Regions from separate parts of the Mus musculus genome. Here region 2 is linked to region 1. The links are chromatin contacts, called in public promoter capture Hi-C maps. All regions are on one chromosome and are shown on one strand. Each heading gives the region's core, a stretch centred on a gene start, on an enhancer-like site or on the middle of the called end of the contact. The rest is flanking DNA. Distances are from core to core; before and after follow the strand shown. Region 1 has its middle 6.7 kb from the start of n-TLcag4. Region 2 holds the start of Polr2c (polymerase (RNA) II (DNA directed) polypeptide C).

What was found. Promoter capture Hi-C pulls out the DNA fragments that hold promoters and counts their contacts.
Region 2: a promoter capture Hi-C map of liver shows a contact between it and region 1, with 2.2 times the contacts expected there. The contact joins the promoter of Polr2c here to the enhancer-like site in region 1. A contact is called at or near these places in 20 of 39 promoter capture datasets (the 3T3-L1 cell line, 3T3-L1-derived adipocytes, the C10 cell line and 12 more), 4 of 15 datasets of contacts at CTCF or cohesin (the NIH/3T3 cell line, embryonic stem cells and pro-B cells), 6 of 484 Hi-C or Micro-C datasets (CD4 T cells, the HL-1 cell line, embryonic stem cells and 1 more), 15 of 115 datasets of contacts at active chromatin or transcription factors (the 230-238 cell line, the HPC-7 cell line, the NIH/3T3 cell line and 10 more) and 4 of 9 other capture datasets (adipose tissue, embryonic stem cells, liver and 1 more).

What each region holds. Positions count from the first base shown.
Region 1 is chr8:94,707,748-94,713,837 of GRCm38.p6, forward strand. No RefSeq gene overlaps it. Among named protein-coding and RNA genes, the nearest start is that of n-TLcag4, 6.7 kb to the left of the region's middle. Within about 2 kb of position 3,499, at least 109 of the 459 cell types and tissues checked have an H3K27ac peak or open chromatin away from gene starts, as enhancers often do. A contact at or near this core is called in the HPC-7 cell line, adipose tissue, bone marrow-derived macrophages and 7 more, where this site is marked.
Region 2 is chr8:94,854,515-94,860,604 of GRCm38.p6, forward strand. Polr2c (polymerase (RNA) II (DNA directed) polypeptide C) reads left to right here and starts at 2,936. Exons shown (of 9, transcript NM_009090.5): 1 at 2,936-3,127; 2 at 3,233-3,282; 3 at 5,730-5,798; 4 at 5,930-5,982. The coding sequence starts at 3,042. It overlaps Coq9 (coenzyme Q9), which reads left to right. Exons shown (of 9, transcript NM_026452.3): 9 at 1-381.

The DNA.
Region 1 (6,090 bases), core at 2,249-4,748:
CACCTGGGGAACACCGTGGGGCAGGTCCTGACTGCCAACCTTGCAAAGAGGTTTCCTATAGTCCCACCAATCCAACCCCAGGCTGTCCTGCCTGCCTCATCAGAGGCAACCCAAAACATGTCTAGCTTCCCTCCCATCTTCTCATTCCCAAACCCTTCCAGCACTTTCCTTCCTTTTCCCTTATCCATCTTCTTCTCTTCCCCAGACAGAAGAATCTCACTATTTAGCCAAGACTGGCTACAATTGCACAACCCTCTTACCTCAGCCTCTCGAGCCTTAGGCACGTACCACCATACTCCCTCTTCTCTGATTTCTCATACACAAAGTCTGTTTGCTCCTCAGGGCCTGTGGAGAGCCATCCTTCCCCAGACCACACAGGACAGGTTCTGAAATCCATCTTTCCCATGCTAGCTCAAATGTGTCTTCATCGCATCCGGGCTAATGTGGTTCCACTCTCTTTGCAGTCACTGTCCAGTCTCCTTGACTCAGATTTAATTTATCTGTTCATTATGTTTCTTTCCCACTAGGCTCAGCTATGGGAAGGCAGGGACCTCACCATGGTCTCTCCATCAGGAAGTGCTGGTCTAGAAGTTTGGTAAGTAAGGACAAATAAGTTTGGGATGAATAAATGGGTGGATGATGGATGGATGGGTTGATGGATGGACAGATGGGTGGGTGGATGGATAGATGGATGGATGGATGGATGGATGAATGGATGGATGGGTTGATGGATGGACAGATGGGTGGGTGGATGGATAGATGGATGGATGGATGGATGGATGGATGGATGAATGGATGGATGGGTTGATGGATGGACAGATGGGTGGGTGGATGGATAGATGGATGGATGGATGGATGGATGGATGGATGAATGGATGGATGGGTTGATGGATGGACAGATGGGTGGGTGGATGGATAGATGGATGGATGAATGAATGGATGGATGGATGATGGATGGATGGACAGATGGGTGGGTGGATGGATGGATGAATGGATGAGTGGATGAATACATGTGTGGATAGAAAATTGGATGGGTCAAGCTCAGGAAGCTGGGGGCCCTCTGCTGAGACATCCTGATGCATTCCTTCCCTGAGACCCTTTATTCCTGAGCCCTGTTACCCAACCTTCCCCATCGGCACACCGTCCTTCTCTTAGGTCCTCCCTTGCACATAGGCTGTGATTATTTGTTTTTGTTAGCATATACAGCGCTAATTGTTGTCAAAGTTAGGGTGTTTATTGCTGCAATGAAACAGTATGACCAAAAGCAAGCTAGGGAGGAAGGGGTTCATTTGACTTACACTAACATATTGTTTATCCTCAAAGGGAGTCAGGGCAGGAACTCAAACAGGGCGGGGACCTGGAGGCAGGAACTGATGCAGAGGCCATAGGAAGTTGTCTGCTCCTCATGGCTTGCTCAGCCTGCTTTCTTATAGAACCCAGGGCCACCAGCACAGTTCCTGACTACAGTCAGACCAAGCCTCTCTAATGCTGCTTAAAAAACAAAACAAAACAAAACAAAACAAAACAAAACAAAACAAAACAAAACAAAACAAAAAACTAACAGGCATGGGTGGCAGAGATATGGTAGCAGGGAGTGGGAAACTCTTTCCCATGCAGTATAGCAGTATTTACTCTGTTCAGATGGTTTTATCCCAGTAAACAAATGCCACGGTGAATACCTAGGTGTTCCAGTCTTAAACATGTCCCCATGCCCCTTGCTAGAGTACTTCACGCAGTTCACTGTTTTCTGTGTTACTACTGGGTGGGGGGAGTTGTTGCCTCTACGGCTAGAGACCAAAGTGCCCACAGTGCAGATGGCCAAATGCTCACTGCACTGAGAACTGGGTCCCTGTGTTCCTGCTCCAGGATTGCATCTCAGGACTGGAATCTCCGAAGCTAATGCCTGGCTGTTGAGGAAGAGGTCTCCTTTCCCTCATGGCTCGGTCACAGTTTGCTCATTCTGCTTTCTTACAGAACCAAAGAATACTCGCCCGGAGGTAACCACACCCACAATGGGCTGGGACCTCTTCCATCACTCACTAGTTAAGAAAATGCCCAACTGGTAGATCTTATGGAGGTGGAGGCATTTTCTTAATTGAGTTTCCCTCCTTTCAAATAACTCTAGCTTGCATCATAAAACTAGCCAATATGCTAGTTGTATCTAATTGAAAATGTCTGTAGAATCAGGGCATGAACCTCCTCTGGGAAACTGGGGGTTCTGGGAAGGTATGCACTTTCTGTGTGTATCATGAGGCCCTAGGCAGACAGCTGCTTCCCAGCCTTTCAGGGTCATCTCTAGACCTAACAAGTTTGAATCCAGTATCACCGACTTTCTGAGGCCCAAATCCATCTTAGCATGATTTCTGAGGAGAGACGGGAGTAGAGGGGGGTTGGGAGTAGGGGGTGGCATGGCTCTGGGAGGGAAAAAGAGCAGGAACCGGTAGCACAAACCCTTTCCCATAGGCTCCAGGGTTACAATGCCTCCTCCTTAACCCACCATTAAACAGGAGTCCCTGGGCTGGTACTCAGGGTGGGACTTGATCCTGCGTGTGTTGGGGGTTGGTCAAAGAGCTGAATAGGTAGAAGGAGACCCATCCCCACAACCTCAACAGTCAGGCGTTAGCAGGGGAGAGTCTAGTCCCAAAATTGCAATCCCAGGGCAGGAAAACAGGTACCCAGTTCCCAGCTGCAAACACACGTGGAAGAGTCTGAATTGGAAGTGCTTTAGTCTGCTCAGTATCGAACATTCCTAAGATGCCTACAAGGTCCCAGGGAGACGAGGGAAGTCCCAGCCACTTCTGCCATGTGGAGGGTGGCTGTGGTGGGGACATCTGTAGCCAGTGTTTCACAGAAGCAGCCACATGCGTAATAAACAGCCTGGCACGTTCAGGTCAGAGAACGCGGCTGGGGGCCAGGGAAGGCTTCTGTTAATGAACCACTAATGAGCCATTTTTAAGCTGGATGTAGTAATTCATATTTGTGAGCCTTGCTACTCAGAGGGTGAGGTGGAGGGATTGCTCTAGCTCAGGAGTCCAAAATGAGTCTGGGAAATCTAGCAAGACTCTCATTAATATATATTAATGTTTTATATATATATATATATGCATATATACACATGTATATGCATATACATATACACACACATATATGTATATGTGTGTGTAATGTATATATTATGTAATGTATATAATATATAATGTATATATTAGCCTGGTGGATCATACTTGTAATCTCAGTATTAAGGATGCTTGAGGCAGGGGAAAACCACATGTTGGAGATTTGCCTGACCAATATACATATTATACTATATTATACTATGATATAACAAGTCCTTTCTTAAAGAGACAAAACCAACAACAAAAGAAGATGAAAAACTGCATTTATATTTTGGAATTACCCACCATCTTTCTCAGGATAGCTGTGGGGATATTTGAGGTCCTGGGAACAGAAAACCAGAATCACTGTGGCTGCAGCCAAGGTATGAGGCTCTCTGCTGGCAGGACTTGAGGCTGGGCAGGCTCTGGTGAGTTCGTTTGGGCTATCCCCGCCTGGCATGGATAAGGCAAGCATGCTGCTGCCAGAAACCCCTCGGGCTTGGACACCAGCCTGGAGCCAGGAGCCCAGCCAGCAATGGGAGAGGATTGTTACCTGCAGAAGTGGCTGTGAAAAGCTAGGGAGATGGGAACTTGGCCCCTACAGCCAGTTTTCCTTTCCCCCTTTCCATTTAAGGGCATGTTATTCTTCCTCCCAGTGAACTGCCCAAAGCCACCAGCTTCTGTGTCATTTCCTTCCCTCTAGGAGGGAGGCCGAAGGCTTTTGCTTTCCTTTTTAGACCTTCACCGCAGTGAGACTCAAATTTCCCTTTTCTTCTCTCTCTCCCTCTCCCTCTCTCTTTAATTCTCCCTCTTTCTGATTTAAAAATATTTTAAATTATGTGCATGTGTGCATATGAACATGAGTGCAGGCTGCCCAGGAGGCCAGAGGTGTAGGCTTTCCTTGCTGGAGTTACAGGCAGATGTGAGCCACCTGGTTATGGGTGCTTGGAAGTAGACTAGGATCCTCTGCAAGGCAGTACCTGTTCTTGACTGCTGAGCCATCCTCCGGCCCTCTTACCTCCCTCTTTCCCTCCTCCCCCTATGGATTTTTTTTTGGGGGGGGGGAGGACGAGATTGGTAATATCTTACTGTGTAGCTTGGTATAGAACTCACTATGTAGACCAGGCTGGATTCACAGGGGTCATATCTTTTTCTCTTTCTAGATACAGCATCTCACTTTGTAGCCCAGGCTAGCCTAGAACTCATAATCCTCCTGTCTCTATGGCCCAAGTACTGAAATTATAGGTGTGTTCCACTATGCCCAGCAAAGTTTGGATTTTGTAAACTTCCATGTCTCTTTTCCCTCTTTCTGTCTATTTTTTTCCCCTTTATGGCCAGAGAAGGATTCAGGGAGGACCAGCGGTAAAGGAGTGAACATCAGTGTGTTAAAAGGAAACTCCAACCATCATTAAATATATATCATTATTTAAATACCAAATGACGTCTCTCAATGTGGTTGTACTTTTCATGCCATATATATTCATTTATATATGACACACACATGTGTCTGCATGTGCACATGTGTCTTGGCTACTATTCTATTGCTGTGAAAAGGCACCATGACCAAGGCCAGCTCTCATTTTTTTTTAAGATTTATTTATTTATTTTATATATATGCTGACTTCAGACACACCAGAAGAGGGCATTATATCCCATTACAGATGTTTGTGAGCCACCATGGGGTTGCTGGGAATTGAACTTCGGACCTCTGGAAGAGCAGTCAGTGCTCTTGACCACTGACCCATCTCTCCAGCCCAAGGCATCTCTTATAAAAGAAAGCATTTAACTGGGGGCTTGTAGGACCATCATGGAGGGAAGCAGACAGGTGTGGCACTGGAGCAGTAACTGAGAGAGTAACTGATCCGTAAGCATCAGGAGAAAGGGGGGAGAGGGGGAGAGGTGGAGGGGGAGAGGGGGAGAGGGGGAGGGGGAGAGAGAGAGAAGAGAGAAGAGAGAACCTGGTGTGAGTGTTTAAAACCTCAAAGCCCATCCTCAGTGACACCCCTCTCCAACTAGGACACACCTAGCCACAGCTCACCAACTGAGGACCAGGCATTCAAACATATGAGCCTATGGGACCATTGCCACCCAAACAGCCATATATACTTAAATAATTCTAACAATATCTTTGCCATGTAAATCTCCCACCAAAGTTGTAGTCTCCTGTCTCTGTTTAAATCATTCATAATAACCTGGAATGTGGACCTGAGAGAGATTTAAGGATGACAGAATATGTGAAGCATAAACCTAAGGCCTATGTAAGATGGCAAAACTTTCTGTTTCAGGCTGGCTCCCTTCTGTGCGTTAGTCAGAACCTATAGCACACTATTATTAAGGAGGTTTTTCCTTTGTTAACCCCTAAGTGTGCAGAAGATTCCTCACTGGATGGTATATTAACTCTAGAACACTTCCATCTCATAGGTCTGGTAGATAAAGCTTTCCTCCTCAGGCTTGGGGGTACCTTTACCCACTGGTTACCTTCCTGGCCCTAGACACTTTATGCAATAGAAAACTTCTAAGGTCTGTGCTAAGCATTTCTTATATATTGCTGTCTCAAAGCAAGGCTGAGAGACAGAGAACATCTGGATCATTTTTTAAATTTTATTTTAGTTTTAAGTTATTTATTTGTATGTGTATGTGCACATTGCATGGGTGCCAAGGAGACAAGAAAAGCTTAGAGCCCCTGGAAATAGTCTCAGGTGGTTGTGAGCTTTCCAGACTCCAGACCTCTGGAAGAAGGGGCAGCCATCTTAACTGTTGAGCTATCTCTCCTGCCACAAATCTGGACCATTTTTCAAACCAGGAAACTGAAGCTTGGAGTCTTGTTTTGTATTGTTTTTTTTTTTTTCAATTTTTTATTAGATATTGTCTTCATTTACATTTCAAATACTATCCTGAAAGTCCCCTATACTCCTCCCCCCATTTGTATTGTTTTTAAAGTTCCCCTAGATCTCACAGTTAGATAGTACTAGAAGTAGCAATCACAGCAAGTTGG
Region 2 (6,090 bases), core at 1,686-4,185, 150 kb after region 1:
CTACGTCTGTATTCTCAGCACTCAGGAGACTGCTACAGCAGGATTGAGAGATCAGAGGCAGGCTTGTCTTTGTAGAGAATTACAAGCCTGCTTGAGCTACAGAGTGTGATCCTGTCAAAATCCCCTGAGAAATATTCTTAGGGGCTCACAACCAAGGTCCGGAGGCAACACATAGTGGGAGCTCTTCCCCAGCACAGGGCAGACAGTGCTCACAAACATTTGCCACTGGCCATTGTCTCTGGATCCCCTCAGAAAGCTGCCTCCCCTAGGCAGGTGCCTTTTGGACAGTTGTGCTGAGCCTGGCATCACAGACACCAGCATGCACTTCAGGATCATTAGTGTATTTAGAATCTGTAAAAATAATAAATATGTTTGAAACAATTTCTTGTTGTTTTGTCTATGTGTGGACGCCTGACTTGCCAGCAAGGAAGACGCCACAACAGGATTCTTCTGCACACGTTTATTGGGAGAGCTTGATAGAGAAGGCGAAAGACCCTGAGCCCCAGAACTGGCGCTGCTTGTATAGGCGTAGGAGTGGCGTGTGTATACCTGATTGGTTGTGCTTTCAGTACCTCATTTACATTCCCCGGGATGGGCTGTGACGTGGCACGAAACCCTTATGCACATGCGCACATTGGTTGTTTACCCGAACTTAACAGCGGTAGCCAGTGCCATCTTGTAATGGCGTATGTGGCTTCCCACATCTATGTCCATCTAGACAATGTCGAGTATCTAAGTATCCTCACACCTACGGGGCCACCATGACAGCCTTGCATCTTTGGGCACAGTCAAATGAGAGTAATCCCAGGCCATGCACTTCTTGTCTGCTCCTAGTCTCTGACTACTTGCAGGCAGTCCTTAGCTTTCATTAGTCTTCCAGCCTCTACACTGGCGCCGTTTCCTTTGTGCCCATGGTTAGCACGGTCTTCTGTACAAATCACTGTCTTTCTGTTTAAATCAGCTGATGGGGAGAGTTGAGTTCCAGATCTTGTCCACAGGGCTTTCTGTCAGGCTCTTTCTGTACCTCTGATTTTTTCTTTTTAATGCCTCTCGACATTCCATAGAGTTACTGCCACATAATTACACTTCATCTTTTCTCTATCCTCTATAGCATCCCTCTCAGCAGACAAGTGTGATTCATGATTCACAGGGATGGTGTGTGCTGTAGACCAGGCCCCCCTCTGTCAATGCTTTTCTCTCTCCCTCAGGAAGAAATGTGACTCCTTGTTACAGCAACTCTTTATTCTCTGGTAACTCTGCCCTCTAAATGTAGTTCCTTCAGGGTTCCGTTTAAGGGCCTCTTTTCTCTGTGTGAACAGCTGCCACTTTTTAGAGGCCCATTTAAACTCCTCAGCTGCAACTACACAGATCTGTAGAAGTGGAGAGCATTGTATCTACTTCAGAAGAACATCACACGATCAAGAGTAGAAGGGAAAGTGTGTATCGTCTAACACATATGGACATTGTTGAGTATACGTTGGGGACCTTTGAGGTGGCTCAGTGGGTAAGAGCACTTGCAGTCAGGCCTGGCATCCTTCCACACACGTGATGTATTGGTACCATTACATACATACACATATAAAATAGAAATACATTTAAAAAAAAATTTTAAAAAAAGCCAGGCGTGGTGGCACACACCTTTAATCCCAGCACTTGGGAGGCAGAGGCAGAGGCAGGCGGATTTCTGAGTTCGAGGCCAGCCTGGTCTACAAAGTGAGTTCCAGGACAGCCAGAGCTATACAGAGAAACCCTGTCTTGAAAAACAAAAACAAAAACAAACAAACAAAAAAACATGGGTTTTGTTTTTCTTGTGTATGCATTACAGTACTCTCTCTGACATTAGCTCGGATGTGGGTCTCTTGTTTGCTTCTTTGTGTGTTATCTAACTGTCCTGAGAGCATCCAGGGGATTCTTCTCTCCATCTTCCTACTCACAGGAGCCTAAGATTAGACTCTTGCATTACCATGCCTCTTTACAGGTGTTCTGAGAATTTGACCTTGTGTCCTTGCACATCAGGGTTTGGCTTCGCACCCTGGAACAAGTGACTGAGGTGCATATTTTACCCGTCAAAGCAGACCTGGCCTCCAGGTTCTCCCAGCATCCTTCAGTCCCCACCTGGCATGCTCTGCCTCCACCCTGAACTTTCCAGCCCAGAGGCTGGGCTGCCCTTCCCCAAGAGGTTCTTCCCTATAGAATCCAGACATTTTGCTCTTGCTCTCTGGATCGATCTATCTCCCTCCCCCTGCCCCAGGCCCTTTCTCTTCTCCCTCTCTGCCCTTCCCATGGCGGTTCCCCGGCCTCTGTTCTTAAGGCCAGTGAACTCACCTGAGAGCAGCTTCCCAATAAACCTGCCTTTTAATATATTCTAATCTGTCTTGAATTGGCTCATTTTACCAGCAGAGAAATAACCTATCAGTCGTCTTGCATGCTTGAGTCACCTCCCTAGCCATTTTGTTCATGTATAGATGTACAACTTTTTAATGGTTTTTTTTAAGGTTTCATTGTATTCCTATGTATTTTAAAAATTATTTTTATGTATAAGGATGTTTTGCTTGCATGTATATTTGTGCACCATGTGAATACCTGGTGCCCTCAGATACCAGGAGAGAGTTTCCTCAGAAACTGAAGCTAAAGATGTTAGGCATCATATGGGTGCTGGGAATACAATCCAAGTCTTACATAAGAACAGCCAGTGCTCTTATCCCCAATGCCGTATCTCCAGCCCCGTATGTAAGTTTAACCAAGTCTCTATCGATCATTGCCTAATGCGTTATTTTTAGCAGTTATAAATAACGTTGGCATGAATGACCCTGTACATTTAATTTTTGTGCTGTATATCTTGGGGATTTCAAGAGTATAGGACCAATGCATTTTGGCGCCGGTGTGGTTAGAAAACACAGGCCAGGAGAGTTCCGGCCTCCGGTCAGCAGGTGGCGCTGCGCCCGCGACTAGCCGGAAGCGCCGATTGCCCCGCCGACAAACTGCTGGTGGCCGCGCAGGCGCGCTGTGCGGCTGGCGCGGGAGCCTGGCGGAGGGTCGCGATGCCGTACGCCAACCAGCCAACAGTGCGGATCACGGAACTCACCGAAGAGAACGTCAAGTTCATTATCGAGAACACGGACCTGGCGTAAGGCGGCGAGGGGAGAGGCGGGCGGGCGGCCGGGTCCTCGAGCTCCTGACCCCGGGGCTGTGGCTTCGGGGCCGCTCACACCGCCTGTCTTTCCTCCTGTAGGGTGGCCAATTCCATTCGGAGGGTCTTCATCGCAGAGGTGCCCATAATAGGTAAGCGACCGTCCCTGGGAGCCCGTGCCGCCCACCCTCCGCCCGGGGTGGGGGCTGAGAACACTGCGGTGCTGTACGCTGGGCTGGGGCAGCCTAGGCCCGCCTTGGTGCGTGCCTTGCTCAGCTGCGGGTTTCCCAGTACTGTTCGTCTACCCCAAAGCAACAGAAATCAAAACCAAGCACTGTTAAACAGCGGAGGGCTGCAGCCTCCTCATCCGGGCGGTGTAGATGCTAGGCGTCGTTAGCAGGTGATGCAGCGATTGCCGAAGTAGTGTAGATGATGCGCTTTTGCTTTGACGTCAGTGTTCGCTACTGGCTGGTGTCTTTTGAACATATATGCTGATTTTACAAAATCATGGGCTTCGTTATGTAGTTTGAAATCTACACACACAGAGTGTACCTGGTCTCTCCCATCCTTCCAGATAGTACCCTGCTATACTTTCTTGTCGTCTCCCCCTATCTTTTTGAAAACCTTTATTTACATATATGTGTCTATCTCTGGGCTCGAGTACCGGAGTTCATGTGTAGAGGTCAGAGTACAGCTTGTAGGAGGGATTCTCTTCTCCCACCATATGGGGCCCAGGATTGAACTCCTTAAGGCTTGACAACAAAAAGTATCTTGCACATCTTGCAGGCTCCGAACTTTCTCTTTATTAAAGAGAGAAAGAGAAAAAGAGAGAGATTCCACATGAGAGAAAGCATGTGTTATAAAGATTTTCTAATTTTGTTTGTTTGTTTGTTTTTCAAGACAGGGTTTCTCTGTGTAGCCCTGGCTGTCCTGGAACTCACTTTGTAGACCAGGCTGGCCTGGAACTCAGAAATCTGCCTGCCTCTGCCTCTGCCTCCCAAGAGCTGGGATTAAAGGCGTGCACCACCACTGCCCGGCTTAAGATTTTCTTTAACAAACAACATACTTTTGTTCCTTATTGTTGAAGTGTGTGTGTGTGTGTGTGTGTGTGTGTGAGAGAGAGACAGACAGACAGACAGACTTCGGTTTTTTGTTTTTTTAAATCCATCCTGGTGTCTTTTTAAAAATGAATTTCTTATTTCTGCTGCATATGTAAATCATGTACGTTTTCAGTTAGAGACAAGACATGAGCAAACATAACAAGGCAAAATATGACACCTTCAGGAGAATCTGACCAGTTTTATCGTTTGTTTGTTTGTTTGTTTTGAGAGAGGAAGGAGGCCAAAAGGGAGTGGAGCGTTTGTAAACATGGACACTCGAGGTTTTCTGAGATGGGGAATTCCCACCAGGGGTCGGGGAATGGGAATGGTGGAAGTAGATTAAGGGCATTCAATGGGCCCCAGAAGTAAATCATCAGGAAGCTTGGTCCTTGCTTGAGTTGAGGAAGCACTGCGGTGAAGGGCAGGTTGGGCCTATCCTCAGCTGGTCTTCCGGCCTCTTCCTGGCCTACATCAGCTCCTTGAGAACTGGGTTTCCAACACCACTGATTTCTGAACATTATTGTTTACATGCAGGTGTTTGCTGATGGGTGACTAGACACATGCTTAAGTGCAGCATCTGTATGCTACAGCCCCATTTGCCCAGCAGTGCCTGGGGGGGGATTGGGTTCTATTGTTAGTGGGCTTTCCCTGGTGAAGCTGTCCAGTGAACATCTACTGATGAGAGGAACACTGAAATTCCAAGTGGGCTATCTGGTTATATCACAAACGAGGTGTGGGCCCTGAAACTTGGGATGTTTTGCTGTTGTGATGTTTTCCCTGACTTTTAAGTTTTTAAAATTGTGTCTCTGTGTGTGGGTGTTTACCAGTGAATGCAGGGGCTGGAGGTGGCCAGGGGTCTCAGATGCCCCTGGAGTTGGAGTTACAGGGGTTGTGAGCTGCCTGACATGGGTGCCAGGAACCTCAGAACTGCGGAGCCATCCCTCCAGCCCATGGTGTCCAGATAGCTTTCGTTCTTGGGTTTGGGATTGGCACAGGTAGCAGATTTAAAGTAATCCTTAGATAAGTATTCAACTCCTTAAATATCCCAAAAAGCTCTAAGAGAGAGTATGTGCATGCATGTGTGGTGTATCACTAGCAAGGCCCATCCCCCACTGGGGCAGGAAGGTGTTATGTATGGCGTGTGGGATGCCTGAACCTGGAGCCATCACTTTGAAGTCACTTTGAGCCTCTTGCAGCCTGGTCAGGACACCTTCAACTTTGTAAGCTGAATTGATGCTTGCTTGCTTGCTTGCTTGCTTTTTTTTTTTTTTTTTTTTTTTTAATTTTTGTTTTTGTTTGGTTGGGTTTTGTTTGTTTGTTTTGTTTTTTGAGACAATGTTTCTCTGTGTAGCCCTGGCTGTCCTGGAACTCACTTTGTAGACCAGGCGCTGGCTCTGCTCCCTGAGCGCCGGGCAGAGTGGAGACAGTGCTGCTGCAGGTCTGTAGATGTGTCTGGTGACTAGTCCTCACTTACCCTGTTTTGTTGCTGCCTTTTCCAGCCATCGACTGGGTTCAGATTGACGCCAACTCCTCGGTCCTTCATGATGAATTCATCGCGCACAGGCTTGGTGAGTGCTGGTGTTGAGGTGGACCGGATCAAATGGGACGCTCCCTGTCCCCAGCCTGCGTGACCTCCTTGAGGCTCTTGTGATGGTTTGGCTGTTGGCTGTTCTGCAAAGCACTCTTCTGTGTCTTGCAGGTTTAATCCCCCTCACTAGTGATGACATTGTGGACAAGCTGCAGTACTCCCGGGTATGTGTGCTGGTGGGAAGACTGGGGCCACGGGGAGGGGCCGGGGGATTGTTCTCCCTGGAGTCTTCCGGGGTGTCTCCCTTCCAGTTGTTGTGGCTGATGGTGGAG